Linked DNA regions of Ovis aries: region 2 is linked to region 1. Evidence: chromatin contacts called from public Hi-C data. All regions are on one chromosome and are shown on one strand. The core of a region is the stretch at or near the end of the contact, and the rest is flanking DNA. Distances in the headings are between cores, read along the strand shown.

What was found. Hi-C and Micro-C count contacts between places; a contact is called where the count stands out from the background.
Region 2: a Hi-C map of liver shows a contact between it and region 1, with 4 times the contacts expected there. The contact joins two enhancer-like sites. A contact is called at or near these places in 2 of 16 Hi-C or Micro-C datasets (liver and tail adipose tissue).

The regions. Positions count from the first base shown.
Region 1 is chr14:25,401,854-25,407,301 of ARS-UI_Ramb_v3.0, forward strand. It overlaps CNGB1 (cyclic nucleotide gated channel subunit beta 1), which reads right to left. Exons shown (of 25, transcript XM_060397985.1): 24 at 5,250-5,448; 25 at 2,046-2,434. The coding sequence ends at 2,066. Among named protein-coding and RNA genes, the nearest start is that of KIFC3, 35 kb to the left of the region's middle. Within about 2 kb of position 2,193, at least 1 of the 54 cell types and tissues checked has an H3K27ac peak or open chromatin away from gene starts, as enhancers often do. A contact at or near this core is called in liver, where this site is marked.
Region 2 is chr14:25,688,483-25,693,930 of ARS-UI_Ramb_v3.0, forward strand. CCDC113 (coiled-coil domain containing 113) reads left to right here. Exons shown (of 9, transcript XM_012189846.4): 6 at 698-853; 7 at 4,185-4,292. Among named protein-coding and RNA genes, the nearest start is that of CCDC113, 17 kb to the left of the region's middle. Within about 2 kb of position 2,384, at least 5 of the 54 cell types and tissues checked have an H3K27ac peak or open chromatin away from gene starts, as enhancers often do. A contact at or near this core is called in liver, where this site is marked.

The sequences.
Region 1 (5,448 bases), core at 943-3,442:
GCAGTCCAGAAAAAAATAAGCAAGCCCTTTATGTTCTGATAGGAAACAATCTCCAAAATATATCAAGTGAAAAGTAACAGCAGCTCTAGTATGTTACCATTTGGAGGGGGGTAGGGAGGGAAGGAAGGAAATCAGAGTGAATTTACATATTTCCTTGTACAAGCTTAAAAATATCTCTGAAAGAATAAACAAGAAAGTGATAATCATGGTTGCTTCCAGGAAGGGGACCAAGGAGGCTGGGAATCTGGGGTAGGAGGGAGAATTTTTAATGACTATCCTTTGTACACATGTAAGTATGTTACTGGCTTCCCAGGTGGCGCTAGTGGTAAGAACCTGCCTGCCAGTGCAGGAGACAATGAGACATGGGTTGGATCCCTGGGTTGGGAAAATCCCCTGGAGGAAGGCATGGCAATCCACTCCAGTATTCTTGCCTGGAGAATCCCCCAAAAAAGGAGCCTGGTGGGCTACAGTCCACAGAGTCACAGAGAGTTGGACACAACTGAAGTGACTTAGTAAATAGGTTATTACCTTTAAAAATAAATAAAAGTTTTTTGAAAGGTCAGTTAATAACACTGCTCATCGCTATATTCAATAGAAAGATTACTCAGATCACATGATACGACAGGGACTAGGCGAATCTGTTTGTTACCCTGGGATTTAGCAATACTTAGGCAAGTCTGGGAATTCCCATATTGTTTACTCTTCACAGGGAAATCAATGCTGTGCTTTCATTTGAATGGATTAAGAACACAACTTTGCCAGCCTTCAGAGGCCCCTTTTGTAGTTCACCAGGTTTCTGTAATTTTATATGGGCAGGACCTATTGGAATGCCAGGTCTTTTTATTCATTGTTGTTGATGGAAACAAATGGCCCAATACTAGTTTTTGTTTTCAATCACCCACACCCCATAAAGAGCCATTTGGTTTGCAAATATAATCCTCTCAATAAATGTTCATTTGACTGAATGACTCTTTTTCCTTTTTTCATTATAAAAGCAGCATGACTTGTTCTGGAGAAAGCTCAGAAATTTCAGTGGTTGCTAGTCATGAGACTCCACCTTCTAGGCTTAGTGGAAACTGCTACCATTATCTCTTAGGGCTTCCCAGGTGGTACTAGTGGTAAAGAACTTAGGTGCCAGTGCAGGAGACATAAGCGACTTGGGTTTGATCTCTGGGTCGGAAAGATGATCCCTGGGAGGAGGGCATGGTAGCCTACTCCAGTATTCTTGCCTGGAGAATCCCACAGAGAAACCTGGCAGGCTATGGTCCATGGGGTCGAAAAGAGTCGGACACAACTGAAGTGACTTAGCACACATCATCATCTCTACAGCAAAGGTGTCAAAAACAAGTAATGAGTTAATCCCTGATGAAGAGGATTAGGTAACTGGCAGAGTGGATGCTCAGAAACGCTCACAGCCTCTTGGCAGTAAACCATTTCCATTATATCTATTCTAAGAAAACAGCATCACTGGGCACAATGGGATAATGTCTGCAGAAGATAAGTACTAACTGTCCTAAGGAGCATTGCTTTCCTATTGTGACTGCCCAGTAGAGAGACAGCACCAGACCACGGGTCAGATGTGTGTGCTATCTCCACTGCATCAAAGGAACAGCATAGCTGTCTCCCACTTCTGCCAGAAATGTTTTCTGTTCTTGAAATGAGGGGAAGTCAAATTCCTGAGGGGAAAATCCAAATATTCAACAGCTCTTTGTTTCTCCAACAAGGCTTCTCATGTATTGAAGCCCTACAGAAAAGTATTTCGTTCTTAAATAAAATTACAGGTGCAGAGGAGGCAGGGTTCTCTAGTGACGGTGGGAACTCACCCGGCACAGACATTATGAAGTTTGTTAATTTCAAGACCAGCCCTAGGAGATGGAGAAACTGATGTCAGATAGGGACCACCGGCCGAGCGCTTGAGGCCACTACCGCGGACCAGCGTCCTGGCCTTTGGGGAGCGGAGGGTGCGGGGTGCCGGGGGAGGGAGGGGGCGGGGGTGCGAGGGGGGGTGCCGGGTGGTGGGGAGCGCGCACCTGCGGGGTAGGGGTGGGGGGCGGCGGGAGGTGCACTAACTGCCGCCTCTCTCCTCCTCCTCCTCCTTCCTCGCCTCCTCCCCTTCCTCCTTTTTCTCCTTCTCCTCCTGCTTCTCAGGGACCTCCACCGACAGGATCTGTTCGCTGGGATCCGGGCCCGGGGTCACGTGGATCCGCTCCTCTGGCCGCAGCGCAGCCTCCTCATCTTCCTCCGGCCTCTCCTGGGAGGCAGGTGGTGGAGAGAGTGGGGCCGGAGCCTCTGGGGCCGGCGGCTCTGGGGCGGGGGCCTCTGGGGCCGGCGGCTCTGGGGCGGGGGCCTCTGGGGCCGCCGGCTCTGGAGCTGGGGGCTGTTCTGGGGCGGCCGATCCTGCCCGTCCCACGGCAGCGTCTTCCGAGCTCTTGGCCTGGAATCCAGAAAAAGTGACTAGTGAGGCCAGAGGGGTCTTGGAGGGGTCTCGGACACTTTCCTCATCCTCGGACCCCTGAGAGGACGATGGCACTCCGCAGGTGAAATCTAACAGCTGTAATGTTGGACGGAGCTGCATCAGGGTTATTTGGTGAAACATATATTGTGGGGAAGTTTAAGGATTCAGAGTCTGGGCAGGGTTTGGTGAAGGTCTTTGGGATATTTTAGGTGTCTGTGGAGCTGTAGGGCTGGAAGTTGGAGTGAGAATGCGGGATGAAGGGCAGAACCCGGCACTGAACTGTTGAGGGAAGAGAGAGAGGCTGTGACCAGGAGGAACCACCACAAAGGCCTCTGCAGAGCTTAGACGGCCTGCCCTGCCCAGTTAGCCAGGATGTGTGTTCGCTGGAGTATGAGACAAACTCTAAGCAAATAAGGTAAAGACTGAGAATTCCCTGGTGGTCCAATGGTCAAGACTCTGCACTTCCCCTGCCAGGGCTGAGTTCATTTCCTGGTCAGGGAACTAAGATCCCACAAACCAGAGGGTGCAGTCAAAAAACAAACAAACAAAAAAAAACACAGAGAGAGAGAGAAATATAAGGTAAAGGCTGCTGAGAGCAGGATCAGTTGTGGCCTGCCCGTTTCTCGGAAGGTCTCTAAGGCTGAGACCCCCAGAGAAGAATGAGCTGGGTACCACGGGCGTTAGGCTGAACTGAGCCCGTGTTGGCGGACTTGGTGGGTATCTCCAGTCTCCAGCCTGCGGGGTTCTCAGGGACCCAGGTTCCTATGGGTGTAATTAGGGAAGTGGGTGAAAATCCAAGCCTTTGTGGATATCCGTGGCCCCTCCTGCTGTCTGAACCCCTCTTTGAGTGGGAGAAAGCTGGGGAGGTAACAGCCCCCAGAGAAGGCCCGATGGTTCTTAGGGAGTCTCACATGAGAGCAGTCAGTGTGTTTATGGGGACTAGAGACCCCCTGAAGAGTACTCAAGTGAGAGGGTGCTGAGGAAGGGAACTGGGTAAAGGTGGGGTTATCTAAGAAGCTCCTGATACCACGGCAGTTCTGGGACCTGCAGCTCCCTGTCTTGGTGTTTCTGCATGTTTTGGTGTGCTTGTTTCACCTCACCACCCCCAAACTCTGACAACACACTTCCAGGGCAGGATGCCTAGAGGGGCCCCTCATGGGATCTTCTTGAAGCATCCTGCTGTGAATGGAGCCAGAAGGATCATGGGAAGGTTGATCAAATGTTTCACCTTGTTTAACATGCTTTTGTACAAGTATCCAAGGAAGTATCCTGCTTCATCTCTGCCACCCCGTGTGATAGCCAGGAGTAATCTGGGTCCCAGAATGTCCTGGAGGAGCTTCCCCAGGACACAGGGTGAGAGAGCCAGGGTTTGGACCTGTGTCTTTAGGCTGCTGTGTAAGAGTTCCTTGCACTCCACCCTTCTGCCCTGGTTGTTCTAAAACTGCCTTTTTATGAGCACATGGATGCAAATTTAATACACATCTTCAAGCTGCCTGGGTGAAGAGCTAACACTTAGAAGCAACAAATTGCTAACCCATTTCAGATAAAATCTTTCACTGTGCTGAGAACACTGTCAGAGCTCACGTTCACGCAGCTCCACACACGAGCCAGCACATAAGAGCCCAACTTTAAAAACCAGCTCGACCCTGCCCTTAACAGTTTGTGAGCCAGACAGTCACATCTCTTCTCAGTCTGGGGCCATTGGTGGATGTATCTGGAGAATGTCTTGGAATGTCTGGGTGACTTGGGTGTCATTCCCTGACTCCTGCTGTCAAATGACCTCTGAACAGGTCTCCTAGACTCTGACACCAACCTGGATTGAGACTGAGTTCACCAGGCTCCTTTGAATTCTGTCATGTAGACTGCTGTCCGCCCCGCCCCGCCCCCCCCCATCCCTGTCACTGAGCTTCTGCCTAAACCCATCCCCCTCCCCTTCCCAGCAGCCTTCCTAAAGGACAGTTATGAACAACCATAATTAGTACAATCATACTAATTGGCATTCTTGGCATTAGTCACAGAAAAAAGTCCCAGAACTAATTTAAAAATTCCCTTTAGACTTAGGGGGTGGGGACCATTGGCACCATGCCTGTCGCCTTGCTTTTTTCCCTTCAAATCTTTTAAACTGTCACAGACACAACATTAGATATGAGACCATCACTGTCGTCTGCGGAGGGACATTCCCTGCCAACACCCACTGCTCCTACCTCTGCGGCAGGACCTGAACTTCCAGTTGGGGGAGCACTCCTCACCCCAGCCCCTCCCCACTCTCAGTCCAGGGGTGGGCACATGAGCTGGTCCTCCCCAGAGAGCACCACACTGGTGCTCCACACATCAGGAATTGACATGATTCCACTCAATTCTGTCCAGTGACTACGAACCCTGGGACTCCTTGTTGGGACTGCTGGGAAAGAGGTACTTTCTGTGGCACTTGCTCAGCCAGGAGGATGTAACCTTAGAGGTGTCATCTTAAGCCCTTGGGGCCCTGCCTGGGGATGGAGCCACCCGCCAGGGAAGCAGAGGTGACAAGATGGCAGATCTCATCCTATTGGCATGATCTGAACTGGTAGATCCAGGCGTGCCTGAACCTTTCAGTGACCTGCTCCAGTAAATTCCCTGTTTTTCAAGCTAATTTGAGCTTGCACTGTCAGTTGCATTTCTGTCACTTGCAACCAATGAATCCAGACTGATACAAAGAAGGAAAAATAGTCCCTACAGTGGAACACCTGGGTCCTGAGGCCTTTTCCCTGGCACGTGGTTAAAATGGCCCAGGTGGCTGGGTCTCCAGCTGCATTACCTGTTCCAGCAACTGCTGCTGTCTGGCGGCTGCCTCCAGCGCGGCCAGCTCCTTGAGTCGGGCCCTGAGGAGGGCAAGCTTGCCACCTTTGCCTCCCTTGGCACCCATCTTTCCTGCTGCAGCCAGGGCGGCATTGAAGAGCTTGGGGGTGCCTGCCCGCGGAGGGAGAATAAGCACACTCTTCTCCTTGGGCTTGTTG
Region 2 (5,448 bases), core at 1,134-3,633, 290 kb after region 1:
TGTGAACTGTCATTGAGTATGGGAGTATTGTATTTACTCAGATCTCTATCCCTAGGGCCTAAGGCCATGCCTGGCACCAAGCAGATCCCCAATCCAAGTTTGTAGAATGACTGAATGATGACTGACTTCCAAAAGCTCACCTGAAATTGAATGTATGGCGATACAGGAGTCACAACATCATTTCTTTTTCAGCCATGTTCTATTCTTTATTATTTTTTTTACTGGCATATAATTGCTTTACAAAGTTGAGTTAGTTTCTGCTGTACAATGAAGTGAATCAGCTATACGTGTACATACACCCCTCCAGGCCCTCTCACTGCATCCCACCCCTCTGGGTCATCACGGAGCACTGAGCTGAGCTGCCTTGCTATACTGCAGGTTCCCACTGGCCATCTGTTTTCCATACGGTAGCATATACATGGTGGGCTGCCGTCTCTGGGGTCGCACAGAGTCGGACACGACTGAAGCGACTTAGCAGCAGCAGCAGCAGCATGTACATGTCGTTCCCAGTCTCCCAGTTCATCCCACCTAGCCCTTCCCCCACTGGGTCCACGAGCCCATTCTCTGCATCTGCACCTCTATTCCTGCCCTGCACACAGGTTCCTCTGTATCATTTTTTTTAGATTTCACACTTACGCATTAATGTATGTTTGTTTTTGTCTTTCTGGCTTGCGTTACTCTTCTTTCTGAGCTGTAGAAGGAAGAGGTAGGCGAGGCCCTCCACGACGTTGACTTCCAGCAGCTGAAGATCGAGAATGCTCAGTTTTTAGAGACGATTGAAGCAAGGAATCAAGAGCTGATCCAGATGAAGCTGGCATCTGGAAACACCCTGCAGATCCTTAACTCGTACAAAGTAAGGTCCAAGCTCATGCCCCGGTGCCTGGGGTTTCCCGAATCACAGCAAGGTTCTGGGACATCACTGTGGCTTCACCGAGAGCCTAGGCATCCTACGCTCCCCTGTTGCTCTCTGATTTCTCCCAACAAAGCCATATCTCCTCCTGTTGCTGCTGCTACGTCGCTTCAGTCGTGTCCGACTCTTTGCGACCCCATGGACTGCAGCCTACCAGGCTCCTCCATCCATGGGATTTTCCAGGCAAGAGTACTGGAGTGGGTTGCCATTGCCTTCTCCAGCCATATCTCCTAAAATCCCCCAAATGTCTCTATGACCTTGACTATGTGTTAAAACCAGTTGAGGAGCCTTTTTTTTTTTTTTTTTTAAGATAGACACACTAGCTCAACCCCAACCAATTGAATTAGGGGGTGAGAGCCATACATTTTTTTAACTCCCCAGCTGATTTTTATGCACTGTGAGTTTTAAGAACCAGCCACAATTAGGGCTCTATTTAATTTAGTCTGTAATAAGCACCTCCCTGGGGCTTCCCTGGTGGCTCAGTGGTAAAGAACCCGCCTGCCAATGCAGGAGACTTGGGCTTGATCCCTGTCTTAACGGGGAAGATGCCCTGGAGAAGGAAATGGCAAAACCACTCCAGTATTCTTGCCTGGGAAATCCCATGGACAGAGGAGCCTGGTGGGCTACAATCCCTGGAATCGTAAGAGAGTTGACACGACTGAGCAACTAAACAACAATAAGTACTTCCCTGCTTAAAACTCTGCAAAGGAAATCATCTTAGCTATTAAAAAAAAAAAAAAAAACCTGCTAAATAATTCCTTATCTACACAGAACTGTCTTTGGCGAGAAAGAGGCAATACTGATAATTAAGCAGGGACTATGGGCATGAGCATGGCCTGTTCCTGGCAGACCAGGTGGTCTGGTCATTCTGCTGGCAACTGTCTGATACAGTGGCCCATCTATCCTGCCCACTGGCCTAGGAGACAAGGGTGGTTTTTACAGAAGAACATTTGCAACTGATTTTGATAGAGAACACTCTCTTTGATACCCAATTAAGTAAAATTGATTTCTCCCCTAGAAATTTCATTCCTCTCATTTGTAGACAGATATCCCAAAATATTATACTTAATTATTTCATTTTGAATTTTATCAATAAAACAATTGTGGCAGTTTTTTTCTCTTGTTAATATAATTATACAGTATCAATTTTGCCTCTTGGACTGCAAAGCCTGAAATATTTCCCATCTAACCTTTTACAGAACAAGGTTGCTGACCCTTGGCCTCGTGCCTTGGTGGCAACAGCAGCCACGGACTTGGGCAGGCCACACAGTGTCATTTAAAACCGTGAATTCGAATGTGTTTATATTAGGCTTATGTTTGTTCAATGTTTTCCTTTTACAAATGAAAAACCTGAGGCTGAAAGAGGGAGAGCAATTGCTGGATTCAAGCCACATGCTGTGACGGAGCTGGGGCTCCTAGTCCCGTGTGTGTCCCGCCTTACCCACTGCCTTCTGCTGGCAAAATGTGTGTAGGCAAGGTCATGCTCACATTCTGAAATTCTTGTGTCCAGCTGGAGAGCTGTGAGGTATGTGGTTACATCACACTGGACCTTGATCTGATCCTGAGGAATCAACTAAGTGGCCCAGGGCCAGTCTGGTCTTGCGGGGAAAAGTCAGGGCTTTGGAGTGGAGCTACTGTCTATAAAATATTAATAGGACAGCCAGGCCCGCGTCTTGAGCTCCAGAACGCGTAGTGCAGATTGAAGGTGAAACCCAAGCAGCTGGAACACAGGCCATGGTGGGCAGGATGGGAGCCATTCTGGTCAGAATCCCAGGGGCTAGGGTGCCTGTCAGCCTGCTGAGAATAACAGCAAGCAGATGGTGAAGCTGGGAGGAGACGCCTACAGGAGACCTAAGGCGACATAGCCTGAAGCTGAGAGAGATGCAGTTTGACTTTTCTGTGTCTCAGTTCTCAGGTCTCCTGTGGAAAGCAGGGCCCAGCATGGTGAGTTGTAGAGTCAGGCTTACCTGGGTTTGAATGGGGACTCTTCTGGGAACCATGGGCCGATGCGTCCCCTCTCAGAAGCAGATTTTTGTGACTGCCTACCAGGACAGAGCTTGACTGGTCAGTGATGTGTCCCTAGCACTGAGGACAATGGCAAAGCAGGTGCTCAGTCAGAACTGTCAAAAAACTGCTAAAAATCCAGAAGTATGTTTACGGATGGATGGGCAGCAGGTTGGATCATTTTCATTTTAATGTCAAACACCCAAGTGTGAGATGTCATTAAAAATATGTAGAATGGGACTTCCCTGGTGGTCTAGTAGCTAAGACTCCTTGCTCTCAATACAGGGACCTGGGATCGATCCCTGGTCAGAGAACTAGATCCCACATGCCGCCGCAGCTAAAGATGAAAGATCCTGAGTGCCACATCTAAGACTCAGCACAACCAAATAAATACATATTTCTAAAATAATAAAAAATATGAAGAATAATTTGCCTCTATTACTAAATATATGAGAACCTGTGGCACACTAGGCACAGGGCTAAGTGCTGAGGGTTTAGCCACGAAGGAGACAGACAACAGTGTCTTCTCTTCTGTGAGTTTTATGAGTGAGTCTCAGTCAAGGGAGCCCCTGGGGCATCCCTGGTGGCTCCATGGTAGAGAGTCTGCCTGCCGTTGCAGGAGACATGGGCTTGATTCCTGGTCTGGGAAGACCTCACTTGTGAGATCGCACATGCTCACAGTAGCATCCACCTCTTTGTCTGTCCAGATGACGGTGGTCTTATGCCACGTGCTCTCCATGTGCCAGGCACTGTGCTCAACACTTTACCAGGATCTGTCTCTGTTAAGCCTTTCCTGGTGGCTCAGACAGTAAAGGATCCACCTGCAATGCAGGAGACCCAGGTTTGATCCCTGGGTTGAGAAGATCCCCTGGAGAAGGAAATGGCAACCCGCTCCAGTATTCTTGCCTGGAGAATTCCATGGACAGAGGAGCCTGGAGGGCTATAGTCCATGGGATCTCAAAGAATCAGATACGACTGAGTGACTAAGCACCACAACCCTACAAAGCAGTCAGGCCAAGTCTAGAGAGGTTTTCTTAGTAACAGTGGGGTGGGATTTGGGTCCAGGTGTGTCTGGGCGCTTTGCAGGTGAGAAGTCTCCCGAGGTCCTCCCCTGCCTCTTAGGCACCAGGATTCTGAAAATCTGGAGTCATAAGAAGGACAGACCCAAGTTCCTGGATGGTCCTGCTATTCTGCTGAAGAAAGAGTTGTCTGCCTCTTTTTCCTATAGCGATCATCTTTGCTCAAGACTTCCTGTGTTGTTATATTGCAGAGCAAGCTACACCACGCCATGGAAATGTCCCTCAATCTGACCAAGGAGTTCTTGCTGAGAAAAGAGTTACTTGAAAAAGTTGAAAAAGAAACCCTACAAGCAGAGGAGGTAGGCGAGGGTAAAACATGCTCTTTCTTGTGCTTTTCTCCTCCTGTCAACTAGGAATCTGAGTCAGCCACCTTGGTTTCTGTCTAGAAGAGCCTTAGATCAGAAAAATCAAAATAGTTCTGGGCCATCAGAGGAGAAGGCTCCCAGTCCATGGTGTTGGCATTTTAATTACTGCTGGGTTAGAATCTAGAGTCAGAAATCATCTAGAAACCACAGAGTCCAAATCACCCTTGAGAATTCCTTAAGTGACTCACAAGGTACCAAATTCAAAGTATAATGTATTCAACCTGGCAAAAACATGTACAATGCGTGTAATAATGTAACCAATATAAGAAAAAGAATGCACAGCAAATGATAACATTCTATGCAAAGGAGAGAAAGCTTTTTAAATAAGGAGCTCTCACTTGGTATGATGGCTGCTCAGATGGTAGACTTGTGACCTCCGTCCCAGTGCCCTCCAGGGCCTGCGGTCACCACATGAACATCTGAGCTCCCTCCATCTGCACCAGGGTTGAGTGCTCTCAGTATTTGGCTGAGCACATAAAGTTGAATTCCCGCAACCTAAATGCACCTGGGATCCTCAAAAGGGACTTTGGGGGGAAGATGGGGGACAATGAGCCCTGGACTTGTATTCTGAAGGCCTGGCATCAGGTTTGGTGTTGCCAGTCTTTAGCCTTGAGTAAGCCTTTGAAGGAGACAGAACTCAGGTTCCGTATCCCGGCGAAAGATGTCACAGCCTTTGTCGCGGTGATCAGACAGGGTGCTTTGTTAACCTCTTACAACCATCCATCTGTTCAGTTAATACTGTCATTGTCTCAAATGAGTCTGAAGTGTCCCCTACACTGCCTGCAACAGTCCCGAAGCCACAGGATTACTACATCTGACTCAGTTTTGCCGTGGCGTCCACATCGTATTCTTGGTGGAGAGCCCGAATCCTTTGGAAAAAAAAAAAAAAAAAACCAGTCTCAGTACAGAGTGGCCTATAACAAAATCAAAGCAAAGATCTGTGTATTCTCTCTATGTGGAATTCCTGTGGTCTTTCTTTGTTTGGGTTGATACTTCTTAGATGACAAGTAAAATGTGAGATCAATCTTTAAAAGCCTGGCGTTAACTACTTAGTATATTTTCATTTTCTTAACTTTTAAAAAAACAGCTC